Linked DNA regions of Mus musculus: regions 1, 2, 3, 4, 5 and 6 are each linked to region 7. A link is a contact called in public HiChIP or PLAC-seq, capture Hi-C and promoter capture Hi-C data. All regions are on one chromosome and are shown on one strand. Each heading gives the region's core, a stretch centred on a gene start, on an enhancer-like site or on the middle of the called end of the contact. The rest is flanking DNA. Distances are from core to core; before and after follow the strand shown. Region 1 holds the start of Rpl34-ps1 (ribosomal protein L34, pseudogene 1). Region 2 holds the start of Thnsl2 (threonine synthase-like 2 (bacterial)). Region 3 holds the start of Tgoln1 (trans-golgi network protein). Region 4 has its middle 11 kb from the start of Gm38827. Region 5 has its middle 9.9 kb from the start of Gm30331. Region 6 overlaps Smyd1 (SET and MYND domain containing 1). Region 7 holds the start of Mrpl35 (mitochondrial ribosomal protein L35).

Region 1 (2,700 bases), core at 17-2,516, 700 kb before region 7:
CCCTCAAGAATCCATACCCAGGCTCCTTCTCCAGAACCAAGTCTGTTCTGACTGACTGAGGGTCTTATCAGGAGAAATGGCTGTGCACACTGGATCTCATTTGCCCCACCCTGATGATCTGTGTACTAAGGCTAAGGCAGAGGTCCTGTCTGAGACTCAACTTGCTCACCTATAAGAAGTAAGGACTGAGAGAGAGATTTCTCAAAAGGGAATCCAGGAATCTAGGACTTGCTGACCAACCAGCTCCAGGTCAATGAGATACTGTGTCAAAAAAAATAAATAAATAAAAAATGACAGCACCTGAGGAACAACACAGGAGGTTGTTCTCTGGCCTAAACACACACACACACACACCACACACCACACCACACACACACACACTTCTCCAGCAGCAATGCATTTCATGTGTGTGAGTTTGTACACTATTTTTTTCAAATAATTTTCTAGATCCATCTGAATGACTTAAAAATCAAGTCACTGCATAATTTCAGTGTCTGCATTTATATCTGAATCCACAATCACCAGCCAGAAACTCTGTCACACAGGAGGCTGAGGCACTGGGCTAAGCTGGCTCTGAGAGAAGGGAAATGACCTCCCAGCTGCTGTGACTAGGGTGTTCCTGCAGCACAAATGGAAGAAAAGCTTATCAATAGACACCCACAATGATCATGTGCCGGGAGGACACTGCTGGAGTCCACCACAGTCTTGGTACCAGCACATGCGTGTTACACAGTGACAAGGTTATTTTGACTTTCTTGATTCTGTGTTTACGTCTGCTTTTCCTAGTTGAAGCAGTACGGAAGCGTGTCAGTAAGAAGTTTTACACCAGCTCTCTGGTGGTGGAGACAGGTGATTGATGGTTGTGGCTTGCTCCCTGCTAGCCTAGCTCCAGGTTCAATGAGAGATGCTGCCTCAAGGGAATATGATGGAGAGTCACAGAATGGGACACCTGACTCCTCCTCTGGCCTTTGCACAGACATGGGCTTGCTTACTGGGTCTCCCCATCTCCAGCTACTATTGCTCTCTCAGAAATCACAGACAGACAGACAGACAGACAGACAGACGGACGCACGCGAGGGCACACACACACACACACACACACACACACACACACGAGGCATATGTGAACTTTTAAAAGGAGAGAGAGAGGCACCAATAATAAGATGCAATACATTTTTTTAAATTTTTAAGTTATTTTTTATGGAATCCAGGACTTGCTGACTAACCAGCTTTGCTGCTTAGAAAGCTCCAGAACTCTTCCGGGGACGGTGCTCAGAGGCACTCAGGATGGTCCAGCGTTTGACATACCGCCGTAGGCTTTCCTACAACACAGCCTCTAACAAAACTAGGCTGTCTCGAACCCCTGGCAACAGGATTGTTTACCTCTACACCAAGAAGGTTGGGAAAGCACCTAAATCCGCATGTGGCGTGTGCCCAGGCAGACTTCGAGGGGTTCGTGCTGTGCGGCCCAAAGTCCTTATGAGACTGTCTAAGACACAGAAGCACGTCAGCAGGGCCTATGGCGGCTCCATGTGTGCCAAGTGTGTCCGTGACAGGATCAAGCGGGCTTTCCTTATTGAGGAGCAGAAAATCGTTGTGAAAGTGTTGAAGGCACAAGCACAGAGTCAGAAAGCAAAATAGATATGCACATTTTTTAAGTAATAAAAATCAAGACTTGATCTAAAAAAAAAAAAAAAAAAAAAAAAAAAAAAAAAAAAAAAAAAAAAAAGAAAGCTCCAGAACAATGAAAGAGCCTGTCTAAAAAAAATAAAATAAAACAGGGCAGAGCCTGCTGAACAGCACCTGAGGTTGTCCTCTGGGACAAGCCTAGATATGACTCAGTAGTAGAGCACCTGCCTAGCATGTGCAAGGTACTAAGTTCAACCCTCAAACCTTCAGGGTCCCCAGACTTCAGAAAATAAAGTCAGACAGGTGGTTTGCCCATGAGCAATGACAGGAGTGTGGTTGGATTGGCCAGCCCCACCTACTTTAAAGCAAGGACTTTGGATGTGTTCTGCTGCCCTCTGCTGGCTGGGAGAATTATTGCCAGGCTTTCCAGTGGATTTGGAAGGCTTCTTTTCCCCAAGGGAGCCAGAGAGTGCTCACCTTTGCTTGCAGGGTTGCTTACACGCTGCTGGGGTCTGAACCAGAGATACTTAAGCTGAATCGGTTTTACAAGCAACATGATCCCTGATGAGGAGTGAGCCTTGGATCAGAGACAATAGGAAGATAAGAGATGAGGGAGAAGTGACCCTCAACAGGTGGCCTAGCAGCCAAGCTCTGCTTTAAATCTTGACACTGCACCTGTTACAAGGCCCCCACACATGCATGTGTTTCAATGCCTGGCCTTTAGAGGGTGGGACTATTAGGAGGTGGGCCGTCTAGGAAAGCACAGCCAGGTTCTCACACAAAGCAAAGACAGGTGAGGGGGACCAGGGATAAAGAAAAGGGGGGCAAAGAGGAGTGGAGACTAGGAGGAGGCTGGAAACCCAAGGGAACCCCACTGGCTCTCCAGAGTAGCTTCAATGAACACTTCACACAGAACTCAAAGCCATCATCTCCCAGAATCCCAGTTGGCTCCTTTGTAAAATGGACTTGTCACACTGCCATCCGGATCCCATGAATTAATTTCTGTAAAGCAGCAACGGACATATTGTAGGTGATATTAGGAAAACGTTATGACCTCTTACAATTTGTTTA
Region 2 (2,700 bases), core at 122-2,621, 680 kb before region 7:
AATTTTGTTTTGGGCCTCCCTATTCATAGCTATTCTCAGTCACATGCATTAGACATGCCTGAAACCAAGAATATTATCAAATAGAACCAGGGTGGATAATGTAATGCTGGGCAATGGGTATAAACAGAAATGACGTTAGGAATCTGGGACACAGGAATCAGCCCACATAGGAGTCCATGACATGGGACATAGGCACAGCTGCTCAGAAGGCAGAAGCAGGGCCAGGAGGTCAAAGGCTTAGCAGTGCCTTCAGTAACTGCAGGGAGTTCTGGAATGCTGTGAACAACGTTAGAGCAAACTGCCCTGAAATCCTTGCTGCATAAGGATTCTGGACCTGACTAAAGGAAATGCAGCCAGGGAGTTCTACTGATCAAAGGGCTGGGGGTGCTGGGACAGGGCAGAAGCAGGTGGAGCTATGAGGAACATTTTTCCAAAGCCCTGTCCTTGGTCCTCGGTAGAATGGACCACATGATACCCGGGCACTGAGGTGGGGATTCTGCAACCCAAGAAAGACATGAACAAGGCACAGAGGTGAAGAAAGCCCGGCTTGAGCTAAGCATGTGCCAGAATAAGAAGATGGCTTGATTAGCAAACAGTCCCAAGCTTCTCACAGGATTAAGGGCTGTCGGTCGGTTCTGAAAGATCACTTCAAGGGACAGCGCAGAAAAAGCTACAAGAAACAGCTAACGACTTTTTTTTTTTTTTTTTTTTTAAGACTGTTGTGTCAGGGCTCTGGACTCAGATCTCCGCTGTACTTTACTGTGATAATTACTTTTTGGAACGTTTCTGGATTTTATTCCAGAGCGGAGACAGGGCAATAACCACGATAAATAATAACAGTAATCCCGCCTTTGGGGCGGGATTCGGCGCGGCGGTAGCGGAGGTGGGGAGGCATGGAGTCTCGCCCCTAGTGGTAGATCACTACTCCTGGATTGGAGTTTAAAGCAAGGCCTGGGAGGGCGGGCGGTGTACACCCGCTGGCGAGCTCGCCGAACCCTAAGACCCCATCCCTACCCTCTGAACACAGCGCACTGTCCTGAGTTTCCGGGTTACTCCCACACTGCCGAACCCTGGCTGCAGGAGAAAAACATGAGAAATCCTCCACCCGCGCGGGCTGCTAGGGCTATTGGGGCTGCTGCCATCCTAAGGCCCCAGCTGGCTTTAAAACGGTGGCCCGGAAGCCAAGCTGAGCTACGGGACCAGGACAGCAGCCAGAAATCTGACGTGTCACCGTGGAGAGCGCGGGGTGGGGGGCACGCAGCAGAGAACTGGGCGAGGTTACCGTAGGGGCGCGGAGCTGCCTGGAGACCCGAGTCCAGTGGGCGACGCGCACAGCTCTGACTTCCCTGAGCCGGAGGTTCTGAGTTTAAAGCCAAAGCTGGGGAGGAGCTCCTACAGAGGGCGGAGGAGGGGGAGTGGAGAAGGGACTTCGGGGAGGGGTAGAAGACAGAGCTTGGAAGACAGGAGTAGGGGGGTCGGGTGGGGGACAAGGCAGACACCGGAACACTAGCCTTTGTGTTCAATGAGTGCCTTTCAGACTCTGGATTCTCTTTTAGACTCATGATCTTCGCTGAGACTCGATAGAATAAAAGACGGTGACATTTTGTTCTGTTTTTATTTGTTTGTTTACTTATTGAGAGACCTGTCTCTATGTAGCTCTGGCCACTCAGGAGATTGTATGTAGAGCAGGCTGGCCTTGAACTCACAAAGAGATCTGCCTGTCTTTGCACATCCCTTTCCTAACTCCTCCACCGAGTGCTGGGATTAAAAGCTTTGTTTTGTTTTTAGATGAGAAATCAGAGGGCAATGTGGGAAGAAGGACTTAGCCTTCCACCATTCCATCCTTTGGCTTTCAGGATTCTGGTTTACATAAATCCAAGAGCCTGTGCTAAAATCCACCAGATGGGTGCATCATTTAGCTAAAAAATTCTTAATAGAACAATACTATCTATAGAAGCGTAAGTCTGACTCAGTTTCCCCCTCCCCTTCCTTTTCTCTATGTTCTCCCCCCTTCTTCATGGAAGCTGGTTATACAGTAAAGGATGATCTTGAAGTCCCGATCTTCCATCTCCATCTCCTGAGTGCTGACATTACAGACTTGTGTTACCAACGGCTTATGCTGGGAATCGAAGCAGAACTTTGTGTGGGCTCGGCAAGCACCTTACCAGTGGAGCTGCAGTCTCAGGCCCTAATTTATTTTTCAGGGAGGGAAAAAAGCAAGAATTTGGGGTATTTTTTTCTCCAAACATGATCAAATGTCCCAGGATTTACATTCACGCTCCAAGATAAACATAGGTTTGAAGATGGACCAGACAAGTACAGTCTAAGATTTATTCTTAGCCCTGGCCTTGGCCTGGTCTTTGCCTGTCTCCTTCCTCCTCCTGAGGCCTGTGCTTATTCAAGTTGCCTGCCGTCTAGTCCTCCCCTACACAGGCCATCCACTAGGCAACAGTGTGTGAAGCTGCCCCTGAGTAGCCAGCTCAGTCTCCTGGTAGAAGGCACTGAGAGACTGTCCCTGCTCAGGATATGGGATAGGCCTTCTGAGTACAAAATGGGCCAGGGACTTGCCATAGAGTTGACAGAGGTCAGAGGCACCAACCTATTGAGGGATACAGGTCAGCCATGGACCTTCTCCAACGTGTTTCTGTACTTTCCATGAGGTGCATTTAACCATTCAGAAGCCAGGAAAACTGGGACTCA
Region 3 (2,700 bases), core at 121-2,620, 790 kb after region 7:
TCCTTATAAAGATCATCCTTCTCATTCTTCATAGAGTCTGTAAGTGTCCCCTCTTGGTTCTCACTGGAGGAAGGGCCCGGCACCTTTTCATTCTCTTCTTCAAGTGGTGAGCCTTCTTCCGGCTCTGTGTCACCCTCTTCAATCTCCTTGGTTTCCACGTCTTCAGTAGGCTCTGAAGACTTATCTCCTTTCTCTGGCTTTAAAGAGAAGTCAGAGTCCCCTGCCAGTGTTTCCCCAGATTCAGTTTTGGAAGTAAGTGTTGGTTTTTGTCCTTTTTCAGTTGGCTGGACTTTGTCAGTCTTCGAAGTCTCCGTATCTGGGGAGATTTTGGAGGTGGGCTTGTCCAAATCAACTTTCGTGGACTTGCCAGAATCATCTTCTGTGGCCTTATTCGAACCAGCTTCTGTGGGCTTGCCAGAATCACCTCCTGTGGGCTTGCCAGAATTACCTCCTGTGGGCTTGCCTGAATCTTCTGTGGAGCTCTGATCAGACTTTTCCAGTTTGGGGTTGACTGGTGAGAGGGGCCGCGCAGTTTCGTTCAACTCGGCATCCGTTTTCTCGGGCTGCCTTCTGGAATCACCCAAACTGTGATCGGTCGCGGCGGTCCGCGGCCCAGATTCCGCCTTACTGGAAACTGCTGCCAAAGTCGTCTTGTCCTGGTCTTTTTTATCTGACTTCTGCCCCTGACCGTCGGTCGGCCTTGTAGTCTTTACCTGGTTAGAAGAAGGCAGGGGAGTGGAGGACTGTTTGGAAGGCTGATTCGGAGGATTCTGAGAGTCACCTGAGTCGGCGTCTCTCTTATAAACGGACGGCAGAGCTCCTGAAACAAACAGAAAAAACAAAAAACAAAAAACAGTAAGTCCTCGGAAGAAGAGAAGCGGGCTTGACTTCTGAGAGCCTAGCGGGGATGGCCGAATGGGAAAGCGGAGATGGCTAGAGCAGGGTCGGGCCAGACAAGAAAGACGCCGGCTCCCGTAGCGACCCACCAAGGTGAGGAATGGGGAACCTAAAGGGGAGAGTGAGCTGGGCTGGGGTGGGGGTCCTTACTCGCCACCGCGACACTCAGCAGGAGCAACGCAACCTGGAACCGCATCCTGCAGTCTGCGCTTCCGCCCTCTGATGACGTGAGAGCGGCGCACGAGATTTTCCCGAGCGTGGCCCCTCCCTTTCCGGCGGACTGTTTCTCTTCCGGCGCAGCCCCGCCTTAGGGGTGGGGCTACCGGGCGACAGCAGCCGTTGTCTGTGTGTTCCGGTAGAGTGCCGGAAGTCAAGTCCAGCTCTTTATTCCCCCCCAAGTCCCTTCTGTTTCTCAGCAGTCTGCGGGGCTCGGCGATCTCGTTCTTGTTCACTTGGCCTCGTTTTTCGGAAGCTGTTGCGACCGGCAGGTGCTGCGTCGCCTTCGCTGCTTATGATGTAGGGTCGTGGGGCCGGGCGCCTCTTTGTCGCATCCTCTGCTCGTGTTTCCAACCTCTCCGTTGCCGATGCTGCTTTCTCACTTCACAAACAAATGTACTCTCTTCAGCACTTGCCCATCTAGAAGCAAACACATTTCATCCTGATCCTAATCCCTTTCTTGGCTGTATCCAGGGCCCTCTGAATTTACCAAGGTTTTTGATTTCTTGTTTGTTCTTCTGAATTTCTATGTGTTTGAAACCATATTGCTATGTGGGCACCTGCTGCCTCCTGAGTGTTTGGGATTACAGGTGCCTCACCACGCCCCTGTTGGGCTATTTATTTATTTAAGAAATAAAATATCAAAGATTTACTATTTTTATTTGTGTATGTGTGTCTGCCACCTGTGTGTAGGTGCTCTTGGAGGCTAGATGAGGGCATCAGATGCCCTAGAGCTAGAGCTTCAAGCGTTTCAAACTCTGTGGGTGTTGGAAACTGAACTCTGTTCCTGTGGGAGAGCAACAAGCCCTGAGCCATCTCTCCAATCCAGGAAGTAAGGTACTTTGTTACTCAAACAGGAAGACCTTGAGTTTCTGATCTTCCTACTGGACTACTGGCTTGTGTCTCCAATTTATGTGGTACTAGCAATCAAATCGTGGTTCTATGCACACTAGACAAACACTCTTGTCTCATTCACCACATATATATTCTTTTTCTTTCCAAGACAGGGTTCTTCTGTTTAACAGAACTCGCTCTGTAGACCAGGCTAGCCTTGCAATCACAGAGATCCACCTACCTCTGCCTCTTGAGTGCTGGGGTTAAAGACATGCACCACCACACCACACAAGCAACACATTCTTTTTTTTTTTTTTAAGGTTTATTTTATTTATTATATGTGAGTACACTGTAGCTGTCACCAGACACTGGAAGAGGGAATCAGGTCTTGTTACAGATGATTGTGAGCCACCATATGGTTGCTGGGATTTGAGCTCAGTACCTCTGGAAGAGCAGTCAGTGGTGCTCTTAACTGCTGAGTTATCACTCCAGCCCAAGCAACACATTCTTATAATGCAAACAACAAAATAGAATTTTAAAAGAAATATACTTAAAAAAACTTTTTTTAGAGAGCCAGGTGATGGTGGGACACAACATTAGTCCCAGCACACAGGAGGCAGAGGCAGGCAAATCTCTGAATCAGGCCAGCCTGATCTACAGAGTGAGTTCCAGGATAGCCAGGGTTACACAGAGAAACTCTGTCTTGAAAAACAACAGCAACAGACATCTTTAGTGTCTAGGGAGATGGTTCAG
Region 4 (2,700 bases), core at 30-2,529, 660 kb before region 7:
GCCCTTTTGCCCAAACAGCTTTGCTTGCAAATGTTCATTGCAATGAGTTATGGGGTCTGGTTAAAGGCTTCTGGCTTCTACTACAGTATAAATACTGGATCCTCATCAGGACTCTCCAATATCCTGTTGTTGCCCTGTGTCTTGGAGATCCTGTGGCTTTGGATCTGTATGACCGGTCCCTTCATGCACTTGAGCAGTTTATAGGTGGTGTGTAGTTTGGGTGTCATGGCTGTGAAGAGAAACCATGACCAAGGCAACTTTTACAAAGGAAAACATTTAATTGGGGCTGGCTTTCTGAGGATCAGTCTATTCCATTACATCATGTCGGGGAGCATGGCAGCATCTAGGCAGACATGGTGCTGGAGGAGTCAAGAGTTCTACATCTTGATCTGAAGACTCACTTCTACAAGCACTCAGGGGAGGCTCTCTGTTGGGGATTGGTTCTAATGCTTTGTCTTAATTAAGCTCCCAACATCACACAGGAACCATGTCTAGACGCTGAGGGTCCCTGTCCTCAATTGGTTTTTGATTGAACAATAAATATCCAGAGGCCAATGGCTGGGCAGAGGGACAGAGGCAGGATTTTTAAGGTTTCCAGGGAAGAAACACCCAGGAGAGAAGAAGGGATTCCTCCATGAGAGGGGCAAAGGAAGGGCCATGCCACGAAGGAGCAGAAGGGTAAGAGGACGGAAGTGTAGGTGCAAAGGGAAAGCGGTCCCATAGGAGGGCAGCCCAGAAGGAAACAGGGCAGCAAAGATAAAATATAGGTTCAGAAAATGTTAACTCAGGAATATTAGAGAGGAGTGTGTGCTAGCTGTGGGGAGGTTTGGAAGTGCCCAACCACTGAGCAAGTTAAGGCTTATTAAATATAAAGGGTGTGTGTGTGTGTGTGTGTGTGTGTCTTTTCAGTCTCAAATCCAGAGCTCTTGAGCAGGTGCAGAGCCGTGCGTGTACCTCCTGAGAGCACAGTGAGGTTTAACAGTTTACCAACTATAGCTCTCTTTCTCCACTGGGCGGAGCTTGAGCACTAGGAGCCCTCAAAGCCCGCCTACACAGTGACACACTTCACCTATTCCAACAAGGCCACATCTCCTAAGAGTGACACTTCCCAGAGCCAAGCATATTCAGATCACTGCAGACGGTGTAGATGTTGGTGTGGGCCAACTCAAAGCACTGATCTGGGCCTGGGTGGTAGCTGAGTTGGTCAGCAGTCCTGTTTTCCTGAGCCTGGGCCACTAGGGCCACCTCCTCCTCTTTGCTGAGGCAAGGGGCGGGGCCAGCTTTCCTGCCTGAGGCCAGCTTTCCTGCCTGGGGCAGCTGGTAAGGGGTAGACTGCCTCTTCTTCACTCCGGCCATGAGGAAAAGCTTCCAGATGCCTCCACCAACAAGGTCAGCTCTACCTGGATGCCAGGGCGAGGTGCATGGCCTGCTCTCACTATCGAAATAATGATACTTTTATTGTAGAGATCCCCAACTTATCACATGCTGAAAGCTTCTAGAAAGAGGACCTAGGTTTGGGATCTGGATAAACAGAGTCAGAGAATATAAGCCCAAGGGGAGGTATTAGCCTTCCGCCCTACCCCCGCTTGCCTGAAGCAACTGCTTCGTGTGCACAGAGCAGCCTCTCAAGAACAACCTATACCAACTATGTCTCTTAGCCTCATTCCAAGAGCACACACATTAAGCTGTACTTAAATTTCTCTTAACTTTTAAAAGTGCTTTTGCCCAATACCCTGGTTTGAGTTGTTAAATAGAATGTAAGCAGTGACAGTCTGAAGTTTATAAAATGTTGGACTATGTTAGAATCACAGGGTAGGTTGGACTCTCCCCCCTGACACACATCCTGCTGACATTAGCATGACATAAGAAATGTTGCTGGGGTCTCAGTTCCAAGTGTTCTTTTTCCTTCTTTCTTTCTTCCTTTCTTTCTTCCTTCCTTCCTTCCTTCCTTCCTTCCTTCCTTTCTTTCTTTCTTTCTTTCTTTCTTTCTTTCTTTCTTTCTTTCTTTCTTTCTTTCTTTCTTTCTTTCTTTCTTTCTGGGGTGTTTTTGTTGTTTTTGTTTGTTTGTTTGTTTCAAGACAGGGTTTCTCTGTGTAGCCCAAGCTGTCCTGGAACTCACTTTGTAGAACAGGCTGGCCTCGAACTCAGAAATCTTCCTGCCTCTGCCTCCCAAGTGCTGGGATTAAAGGCGTGCGCCACCACCGCCCGGCTCTTATTTCTTATTATCAGGCCATCTCCCCCATTCCTTTTACAGGGAAAGCTGACGGCGAGGACACCAGTATGATGGTCTGGAATGGCCAGTGTGACCATGGCTGTGAGATGTTTTGGCAGAAGTCAGCAAAGAAAGCAAAAGAGGCTGACAAAGGAAAGACTTCAGGTGAAAACAAGAGGGGCCCAAGTATGGAAGGCCTGCCCAAAGCTGATGTCTTTTTAACCAGTTACAGCCAAGGCAGGCCTGTGAGGAAAGGAAGCCTCCTGCTTAAGAAATCTTGATTCTGAATGTGGCTAATTCAATGCAAGGTGTTGAAAGATCCTCGCAGAATGTAAAAGGACACAGAAGCCCTGAAATTGGCAAGATAGACGTCAGTGTTAGCAGAACTAGCTTCACTGATTTAGAAAAATAGAGGTGCACAATGCTCTGGCCACTCCTTGAACCTGTGTGTCTGCCAATGTTCTGACCAGGTGTGTGCCCATTGCTGC
Region 5 (2,700 bases), core at 15-2,514, 1.0 Mb before region 7:
AGGTCAGTCTTTCACTAACAGAAAGCGTTAGTGGCTTTGCTGTGGCACTAAACACTTTCTGTCCAGACATCCTGTTTTGGTGTGTATGACAAAGTGCTGTCAGAATGCTAAAAAAGAGGTTTGCTGGTGAGATGGCTCAGCGGTTAAGAGCACTGACTGTTCTTCTGAAGGTCCTGAGTTCAAATCCCAGCAACCACCTGGTGGCTCAAAACCACCCTTAATAAGATCTGACTCCCTCTTCTGGAGTGTCTGAGGACAGCTACAGTGTACTTACATATAATAATAAACAAATAAATCTCTAAAAGAAAATGCTAAAATGAAATAATTAGACCTGTTCAGTTCACTGAGAGTCTGACAGTGGTAAAAGCTTATCCTACACTAAGACATCTAAAGGACTTTTCCTGAAGTTTCTTTCTGGTTTTGGTTAATTATATGCCAAATTTGGTTAATTATATGTTATACAGAAAAGCAGTTATAGAGTTCTCCTTCAGCCACCAAAGAAAAATTATAAACAAACGGCAACAACCTCAAAAAGAGGCTAAAGCTGTAGCTCAGTTGACAGAGTGCTTGCCTAACAGGCCTGAAACCTTGGGTTCAATTCCCAGCACCCCGTTAACCAGGCATGGCGGCACACACCTGTAATTCTAGCACTGGAGAGGTGGAGATGGGAAAGGACCAAAGCAGAAAAATGGGAGTCCCACACCCTCAACACACACTGAGAAACAGCCAAAAGCTTGCGTAGAATGAAGTGGGCAGGGTTGGTGGGGAGCTTTATTAGCTGTGAATACCAGCAGTCGCTCCTCCACTGGCCTCGTCCCAGAGAGATTTTTCTCTCCCACCAAGGAACCCTCACCTGCCTTTGACATCTTCCTTTGACATCTGCCTGCCTGGCCGAGCAGCTCCCGTGGTACCAGGAAAGCATTCCCTGTTGTCAGGAATGTGGGAGGCCAGTGTTGTGTATGAAAATACCCGTCTTTTCAGGTCTAAAGGTAGAGTTTTCCTACTAAACAGCGGTTCCCAACCTCCAAACTAGCGGAAGAGAGGTGAGGATCAAGGAAGTGGCCAGGGGGAGGGGGCATATACCACCTTCAGCCTCTGGGATCTCACTGTCCCAGCTCTGCTAGTCCCCCTTTGGATAAACTAGAAAATAATGCAGAGTTCTCTAGCCCCACCCAGGAACAACAGCCACAGCCCCGCCTCAGGCATTCCAGAAAAACACAACTCAGGCTAGGTCAGATGAATAGGACAGAAGCGGAGCTTCAGGGTCAGGTGACTGTCACCGTGCGGAGAACGCAGCTCCTCAGCCAATCAGAATGGATGAGCAGCGCACAGTTCCTGCTTCTGAGCCAGCAGAAAGTCGCCTTTGCAGCGGCAACGGGAACCCAGGAGCTGCAGACTGATAACCACAGCAAGGTGTGGGGATATGTGAACAAGATCAGTGCAAAGTACGGCCTGTGTTTCTCTACACAGGACAGAGGTTGTCTGCGTCAGTTCAGTTTTCTCTCTGATCGTGGTTGTCGCCGAGGTGCTGAGTGTGGGGACTGACCATACTGTTTTTTCCTGGAGACTCTATACTCAGTGTTAGAGAAGGGTGGAGGCCCCGGATCCTCATTTCAGAACAAGTCCAGGCAAATACCGTTCATGTTAGTCATGCATTTATTTAACTGTCATTTACAGCATCGAATGTTTAATAAGTGTATACTAAGTGACAGGTGGTAGCTGAGGACCTGGAGCCCCCATGTCATCTACCTGTTCATCTTCCTGAAACAGGATGTGGGCTATGCCACAAGACAACTCTGACGCAAAGAGAGGTTTGATCCCTCGTACCACATAAACCAGGTGTGATGGTGCAGGCTGTAATCCCAGCTCTCAGGAGGTGGAAGCATAAAGATCAGAAGTTCAAGGAAACCAACAGCTATAGTCAGCCTGGGTATGTGTGTGTGTGTGTGTGTGTGTGTGTGTGTGTGTGTGTGTGTGTGTGTGTGTGTAGATTGTCATTTTCTTTTAAAAGAAACACCATATAATATATACCATATATATCATTATATATATATATATATATATATTGAGCCCAGGTTCCCTGGAAGAGCAGCCAGTGCTCTTAACCACTGAGCCATTTCTTCAGCCCTGGTATTTGACATAGTCATCCTCCCACTGTTTCTCTATAGGAAGATACCCCTCTTCTACCTTCTGTATGTGGTCATGAGAGGACTGTGACCAAGCCCTGCCCCCTTCAAAATATACCCATAACCCAAAAGCTAGGTCCATTCCTCTCTCTGGGGAATTTCTGTTCACGGGTGTGACATTAGTGCCTGTTCAGTTCCCCAAAGGCTATTATGCTGGTAGGAAAGCATGCAAGCGGGTGAGATCACAATGTCAGATGAGAGCCAGAAGGCCAGACGGTACTCAGGGGTTCAGGCTGAGACTTCTGTAACAATTCACTCTTGTGGGAGATAATTCTCTTATTCTTGTCTGAGGGTGGTGCCCATGATGACTCGGGGCTGGAGAGCTGGAGCAGCGGAGCCCTGGCTGCTCTTCGAGAGAGAAGACCTGGGTTTGATTCCCAGCACCCACATGAAGGCTCACAACTATTTACAACTCCATTTCCTGGGGATCTGTTGCTTCTGGCCTCTTCAGGCATGGCATGCATACAGTACACACACCTGCACTCGGGCGCACACACACAAAGAGAGAAAATAA
Region 6 (2,700 bases), core at 66-2,565, 590 kb before region 7:
AGGCTTGATATGATCCAGAAGTTTCTTCCTCCGTGGCCTTTACCAGCTCTGCCTCTGTCCTGAGACTGCTGTCCTGCCCACTACTCAGCCTCCCTTATATCAGATCCTATGAATAAGCCTTCCTAGCTCTGAGGGACCTAACAATATTTAATAAGTAATATGTTACCTACACATGTACAAAATGTGATGCTTGGCCAGAAAGCAGAGCTGTGAACAGAAACTCCTGAAAAGAGGCTGTGTCTGCAGAGGCTGACTGACTGGCTAGCATTTCAGTCTGCAGGGAGGTTTGAATGTTGCCGTTCCAGAGGCCAGTTATCTTATCATAGGCTAGTTCTAGCCCTCCAAAAGAGCCGGCCCTTTCCTGCATCTATGTCAGAACTAGCTAGAATCAATTAACTTAGCTACTGATGTCAGCAGATGACACAGTGAGCCCAATGAAAGCTTCTTCCCAATCTTGCTGCACCTGCCTCTCTGATGTACCTATCAAGGTATCTTAAACTTGCCTTGACTTATGACTTTCTTTGTTCTGTGAAGTCATATCGAAATAAAATAAAAACAAGACCTTCATAAAACTGCTACCGTGTTGGAACATGGAATTTAGGGCAACCTAAATCTATGTTCCTGGGCCATGGTCACTCAAAACGGTTTAGTCCAAAATAAACTATCTCTTGTTTCCTTAAAAACAACAAAGTTTAAAGTAAAATGCTACCTAAGCCACATGTTCACAGTTTTAATCCGTTAAAAAGTACACAATGAATACATATTTAGCAAAAACATCCCAGCTCTGGGTGCTATTGGTGAGAAGCTGGGTCTACACACGAGCACACGGTGAATTGGCGGGTTAGTGGCAAGCGGAGTTTAAAGAGCCAGTGTACTTTGGGGCTGAAATAACTGGAAGGTTCACACACTGAGATAAAAGTGGAGAAGTAAGGGGTGAGAGGGAGGGAAGACAGCAAACAAAATAAAACATAGGCAAGTGAGAGGCAGGCAGGCGAGGAGGAAGTCGTGACTTCAACGACAGGAAAAATCGCCATTCGGTGAAGCCAAGACACTGCAGTACAGGGCATGACGCGTGACAGCAGCCAAGCAGTCAGGAAAGGCTGTCCCCAGGAAGCCAGGCACGTGAGGGAGATGGGTCAGACAAACACGGACATGTGAGAAGACTGACCCACCTCATCTGCGTGTGAAACATGGATTTCACTGCCTCATGACTGAAAGACAAAACAGACACCCACGAGGAAGTCAATACCACTGCAGCCCCAAGAGAGCACAGCATTGTGGGCTCACGCAATCAGGGCATTGACAGTCACGACCAACCTCACCCCTGCTAGCTGGGCTCCCCTGCCAGGGTGCTGCCCGGAACAGTGAGAGCGCACTGGGAACAGGGTTACAAAATGGAGTCACAGAGGGATTCACTGCTGAACAACTGACCTCCTTTCCCAGGTCCTCAGTGTCCACTTAGAGTACAACAGTGAGATTGTTGTAAGACAACGTAACTGAGAAGAGAGTGCTGAGAAAAATGTAGAGATGATTTTCCTGTCCCAGTGACTAGCATGGTGCATCAATAAGCACGGCCTTTTTGGTGACTCTCTTTGGGGGAGAGTTCTGAATTGCATATGTAGAGAGTACTTATTGTGGTTAAAATGGGGCCACTGAGCCGGGCAGTGGTAGCACACACCTTTAATCCCAGCACTTGGGAGGCAGAGGCAGGCAGATTTCTGAGTTTGAGGCCAGCCTGGTCTACAGAGTGAGTTCTAGGACAGCCAGAGCTAAAAGAGAAACCCTGTCTCGAAAAAAAAAAAAAAAAAAAAAAAAAAAAAAAAAAAAAAAAAAAAAAATGGGGCCACTGATACCATGTCCAGGCTGATTTCCAGTGTCGCAGGCAGATAGGCAGTGACTGTAATGACCTTCTCCCTTGCACAAAAGCAAACAGATCCAGGGAACACATGACCACTCACAGTTAGTAGATACAAAGAAGCTACAGCAGACACCAGAGATGCCCTGAAGCACGGGCCCTAGGTTCATTAATTATTACACAGTCAGAATAGGGGCCTGGGGTCACCAGCACTTACAGAAGGGCCATCTGGGAATTGTGCATAGCTAAGTGTGATTAACTCAGTCAACCAGGCTAAACCTGGGTAACAGATCCTCTAAAAAGATTCCATGAGGTCTAGGCCAATTGTCCCTAGAGGCTTAGACCCTGGAGTACAATGTGCTAGAAAATATTATTCTCAGAGTCCAAAATAAGCTTTCCCAATCTTTGTCATCTCTCTCAACTGCTTTAGATACTGGGGTCAGGAACAGAAAGGAAATAAGAACTCATAGCCTTGGCTATGTGGCCACTTCAACCTGGTTCTCAGCTGAGACCCAGAAACCACTGTCTCTGGCTTCAAGGAAGGTTTAGGAGAAAGCTGCTGGTGGGTGGCTCGAAGTTGGCTTTCATCTGTCATGTGCCCCACTCCCAAGATCCAAGTGTCTGCCCACGTGTCTTTGATCTGTGCCTTTCTGGGGGCAAAGGGCTGAACCCTGAGGACTGCGTCACCTGGGTTCCTTTGCTCTTTGGCCTCTGGGTGAGGTTGGCCAAGTGGAAGAGAACGGGGTTGAAGTTGTTAGCCCGTATTTCCAGCAGTGCCTAACTTCTTTGCAGGAGCAGTTGTATGGCACAGCTCAGTGGAAGGAGCCATCTTTCCGAGCACATTG
Region 7 (2,700 bases), core at 38-2,537:
GGCTCCATAATGAGGCCTTGTCTCATTAAAAAAAAAAAAAAAAAGAATTTAAAGGTTGTGATGGTGGTGGTAGTGGTGGTAGAGGAGGAGGAAGAAGAGTAGGAAGAGGGTTAGAGAGATGGCTTAGCAGTTAAAAGCACCAACTGCTCTTCCAAAGGTCCTGAATTCAATTCCCAGCAACTACATAGTGGCTCACAACCACCTGTAATGGGATCTTCAGGTGTGTCTGAAGAGAGCGACAGTGTACTTACATAAATAAAATTTTTAAATCTTAAAAAAGAAAAGAAGATACAGCAGTCAGAAATCAAAAGGGTTCACACACACACACACTGGAGTAAATAAAAACCAGACATTACACTAGACATATTGTATATAAATTAATGTAAAGTTCAAAACTAGACAAAATATGCTTTTGAGAGATGAAGGTATAGTTGCTCAAGTGGCTATGGGAATAATGACCGGGGCAATGCACGGGGTGGAAAGGGGCTTGGCTTGAACTGGTGTTAGTTACACGTATGTCCCCTAATATAAACTTTTTATATACACATTTCATAACTCACAAAAGTTCCATTTTTAAGCTCTAATACCTGGAAATTTTATATGGTTACTTTTTTCCCTCTTGGTCCTCTGCCTATTTTTCCACAAATGTTATCTCTACAGTATAAGTTGTGTGCAAGTCGCTTACTGATCACCCCTATCATACTTGAGTACTTTTAATTTCCTATCTGGTTCTGCCTTCACTCCTAAAGCCCGCCCCGCTACCATCAGAGGGGTGTACTTCAAAACGAATTTGACCAGGCTCCTGGTAATTACACACGGTTCTCAAGGAGACCAGATACTCGATGCTTTACACACTTGTTTAACCCACAGGTAGGAGGAAGCCCCATTTTACCGCTAGAGAACCAAAATACTCAGAGAAATTATATGACTCTCAAGGTCAAAGTTGAGAGAGGTGGTTGAACCTCTAAATCAGATTTTTTAAAAAAGCGGACTTTTGGGTGTCACCCTCACCTCCTCTACCTCAGTCTCGGGTGTGCTTCCTAGGGCAGGGTGGATCCAGTGAACGCGGGTCATGGGCACTACACTGTGCAAGGTATCGCGCAGCAAACCTCCGACCTCAAGTCATCTTGTTTTTCTTTCCTCGTTAACATCCAAACTAAATTCCCACTCCCTCCCGCGCCGACCCTCTTCTCAGTGAAGCTGTCAATAGAACACTGACCTGAGGCAGCTCTCACGGCGCCCGTGAAGATGGAAGCCGCCATCTTGCAGCCTGCCTACGGTGGCCGCAGTGGACTCAAAGTTACAAAGCAAAAGGATAAGAAACGTGGAGGAGGCGGAACTAAAGGGAACAGGCGTGGCCAAGGTTGAGCTCTTTGAACCTTGCCTTTCTGCCCTAAACCACCGTCTTCTTAATTACTTATTTTGCCTTTATGTTTGGGTTCGCGCACGACCCTGCGTGCTTATGGGGGTTAGAGAAAAACTTGCAGGAGTTGGTACTGTCTAAACTTTTGTTTGTTTGCTTTTGTTTTGTTTGAGACAGGTTTTGGGGGTTTTGTTTGTTTGTTTGTTGTTGTGTGTTTTGTTTTGTTTTGTTTTGTTTTAGATTTATGTATGTAGCCCTGGTTGACCTGGAACTAGCTCTATAGACCTAAGCTGGCCTCGAACTCACAGAGACCCGCTGCTGGGATTAAAAGTGAGAGCTACACTCCTCCCCTATACCCCAACTCAACTTCCCCATTTTTGAGACAAGGTCTTCCAAGATCCCGAAGGTGACTTGGGACTCCTGTACTCCAAGTGACCTTACTGCCAGTATAGATATGATAACAAGGATTACAGGCTCTGCTGCTGAGCCAGCATGGATTGTGTAAAGACACTTAAAACGAAAATAAAAAAGCAAAAATTAAGGTGAAAAGGGAAGAGAAAAGTCCAAAATAACAAGAAAAACAAACACCCCACAAATCTCATTTAGAGAGTGGCGGTTCAATTTTTGGCTTCAGGACTCTTACACTCTATTGAGGAACTAGTAGTGGTGGCTACACCTAGGGTAACAGCTCCATAGCAGGTTGAGGCTTGAAGACCTCAGAAAATTATTGAAAATTCAAAGAGCTTTAACTTATATGGTTATATCTACTGGTATTTGTTATACTAAAACTTAAAATTGGGAAAAATAGGGGGCTGGAGAGATGGCTCAACTTTTAAGAGCACTGACTGCTCTTCCGAAGGTCCTGAGTTCAAATCCCAGCAACCACATGGTTGCTTACAATCATCTGTAATGAAATCTGATGCCCTCTTCTGGGGCTGTCTGAAGACAATTACAGTGTACTTATATATAATAATAAATAAATCTTGAAAAAAAAAAACTCAGTTGTCTTTTTCCTACTGCTGCTACAAAAACTATGACAAACTCAGTGACTTAAATGCCATAAATTCACTATCAGAGTTTTGTAGGCCAGAAATCTAAGATAAATTCCAAGGACTAAAAATCAAGTTATACTAAGGCTGTGATTCTTCTGGAAGCTCTAGAAGAGAAGTCCTTTCTCTTGCTTTTTTCCAGTTTCTAGAAAATGTCTGAAATCCTTGGCTCATGAACACTTTTGTATTTATTTATTTATTTATTTATTTATTGTTTTGCTGCATAAACATCCACAGGCTAGAAGAAGGCATCATATCCCCTTCTGGTTGTGAGTCACCATGTGTCAT

The links. Promoter capture Hi-C pulls out the DNA fragments that hold promoters and counts their contacts. HiChIP or PLAC-seq counts read pairs in DNA pulled down with a chosen protein or histone mark. Capture Hi-C pulls out chosen DNA fragments and counts their contacts.
Region 1: a contact with region 7 is called in a capture Hi-C map of macrophages, with 5 times the contacts expected there. The contact joins the promoter of Rpl34-ps1 here to the promoter of Mrpl35 in region 7. A contact is called at or near these places in 1 of 39 promoter capture datasets (the SN4741 cell line) and 2 of 9 other capture datasets (liver and macrophages).
Region 2: a promoter capture Hi-C map of liver shows a contact between it and region 7, with 6 times the contacts expected there. The contact joins the promoter of Thnsl2 here to the promoter of Mrpl35 in region 7. A contact is called at or near these places in 15 of 39 promoter capture datasets (the 3T3-L1 cell line, the HPC-7 cell line, HPC-7-derived erythroid cells and 9 more), 1 of 15 datasets of contacts at CTCF or cohesin (embryonic stem cells), 1 of 484 Hi-C or Micro-C datasets (liver), 17 of 115 datasets of contacts at active chromatin or transcription factors (T-cell acute lymphoblastic leukemia, astrocytes, embryonic forebrain and 10 more) and 3 of 9 other capture datasets (adipose tissue, liver and macrophages).
Region 3: a contact with region 7 is called in a promoter capture Hi-C map of adipose tissue, with 3 times the contacts expected there. The contact joins the promoter of Tgoln1 here to the promoter of Mrpl35 in region 7. A contact is called at or near these places in 7 of 39 promoter capture datasets (erythroid cells, hematopoietic stem and progenitor cells, hippocampal neurons and 3 more), 5 of 484 Hi-C or Micro-C datasets (CD4 T cells, effector CD8 T cells, muscle stem cells and 2 more), 4 of 115 datasets of contacts at active chromatin or transcription factors (bone marrow-derived macrophages, effector CD8 T cells, pancreatic cancer cells and 1 more) and 3 of 9 other capture datasets (adipose tissue, liver and macrophages).
Region 4: an H3K4me3 HiChIP or PLAC-seq map of the SCID.adh cell line shows a contact between it and region 7, with 9 times the contacts expected there. The contact joins the enhancer-like site here to the promoter of Mrpl35 in region 7. A contact is called at or near these places in 6 of 39 promoter capture datasets (HPC-7-derived erythroid cells, embryonic stem cells, hippocampal neurons and 2 more), 1 of 484 Hi-C or Micro-C datasets (B cells), 16 of 115 datasets of contacts at active chromatin or transcription factors (the SCID.adh cell line, T-cell acute lymphoblastic leukemia, astrocytes and 9 more) and 2 of 9 other capture datasets (adipose tissue and embryonic stem cells).
Region 5: an H3K4me3 HiChIP or PLAC-seq map of bone marrow-derived macrophages shows a contact between it and region 7, with 5 times the contacts expected there. The contact joins the enhancer-like site here to the promoter of Mrpl35 in region 7. A contact is called at or near these places in 2 of 39 promoter capture datasets (the HPC-7 cell line and embryonic stem cells), 3 of 115 datasets of contacts at active chromatin or transcription factors (bone marrow-derived macrophages, extraembryonic endoderm stem cells and pancreatic cancer cells) and 1 of 9 other capture datasets (adipose tissue).
Region 6: a promoter capture Hi-C map of liver shows a contact between it and region 7, with 4 times the contacts expected there. The contact joins the enhancer-like site here to the promoter of Mrpl35 in region 7. A contact is called at or near these places in 7 of 39 promoter capture datasets (the HPC-7 cell line, HPC-7-derived erythroid cells, embryonic stem cells and 2 more), 3 of 115 datasets of contacts at active chromatin or transcription factors (bone marrow-derived macrophages, cardiomyocytes and embryonic stem cells) and 1 of 9 other capture datasets (macrophages).

The regions. Positions count from the first base shown.
Region 1 is chr6:71,123,323-71,126,022 of GRCm38.p6, forward strand. Rpl34-ps1 (ribosomal protein L34, pseudogene 1) reads left to right here and starts at 1,267. Exons shown (of 1, transcript NM_001199350.1): 1 at 1,267-1,679. The coding sequence starts at 1,288. The coding sequence ends at 1,641.
Region 2 is chr6:71,143,009-71,145,708 of GRCm38.p6, forward strand. Thnsl2 (threonine synthase-like 2 (bacterial)) reads right to left here and starts at 1,372. Exons shown (of 9, transcript NM_001033929.2): 1 at 1,283-1,372.
Region 3 is chr6:72,615,630-72,618,329 of GRCm38.p6, forward strand. Tgoln1 (trans-golgi network protein) reads right to left here and starts at 1,371. Exons shown (of 4, transcript NM_009443.3): 1 at 1,048-1,371; 2 at 1-820. The coding sequence starts at 1,093.
Region 4 is chr6:71,163,457-71,166,156 of GRCm38.p6, forward strand. No RefSeq gene overlaps it. Among named protein-coding and RNA genes, the nearest start is that of Gm38827, 11 kb to the left of the region's middle. Within about 2 kb of position 1,280, at least 18 of the 459 cell types and tissues checked have an H3K27ac peak or open chromatin away from gene starts, as enhancers often do. A contact at or near this core is called in the SCID.adh cell line and T-cell acute lymphoblastic leukemia, where this site is marked.
Region 5 is chr6:70,823,372-70,826,071 of GRCm38.p6, forward strand. No RefSeq gene overlaps it. Among named protein-coding and RNA genes, the nearest start is that of Gm30331, 9.9 kb to the left of the region's middle. Within about 2 kb of position 1,265, at least 344 of the 459 cell types and tissues checked have an H3K27ac peak or open chromatin away from gene starts, as enhancers often do. A contact at or near this core is called in adipose tissue, bone marrow-derived macrophages, embryonic stem cells and 2 more, where this site is marked.
Region 6 is chr6:71,234,171-71,236,870 of GRCm38.p6, forward strand. Smyd1 (SET and MYND domain containing 1) reads right to left here. Exons shown (of 10, transcript NM_001160127.1): 5 at 1,173-1,211. Among named protein-coding and RNA genes, the nearest start is that of Smyd1, 27 kb to the right of the region's middle. Within about 2 kb of position 1,316, at least 28 of the 459 cell types and tissues checked have an H3K27ac peak or open chromatin away from gene starts, as enhancers often do. A contact at or near this core is called in bone marrow-derived macrophages, embryonic stem cells, liver and 1 more, where this site is marked.
Region 7 is chr6:71,822,497-71,825,196 of GRCm38.p6, forward strand. Mrpl35 (mitochondrial ribosomal protein L35) reads right to left here and starts at 1,288. Exons shown (of 4, transcript NM_025430.3): 1 at 1,220-1,288. The coding sequence starts at 1,262.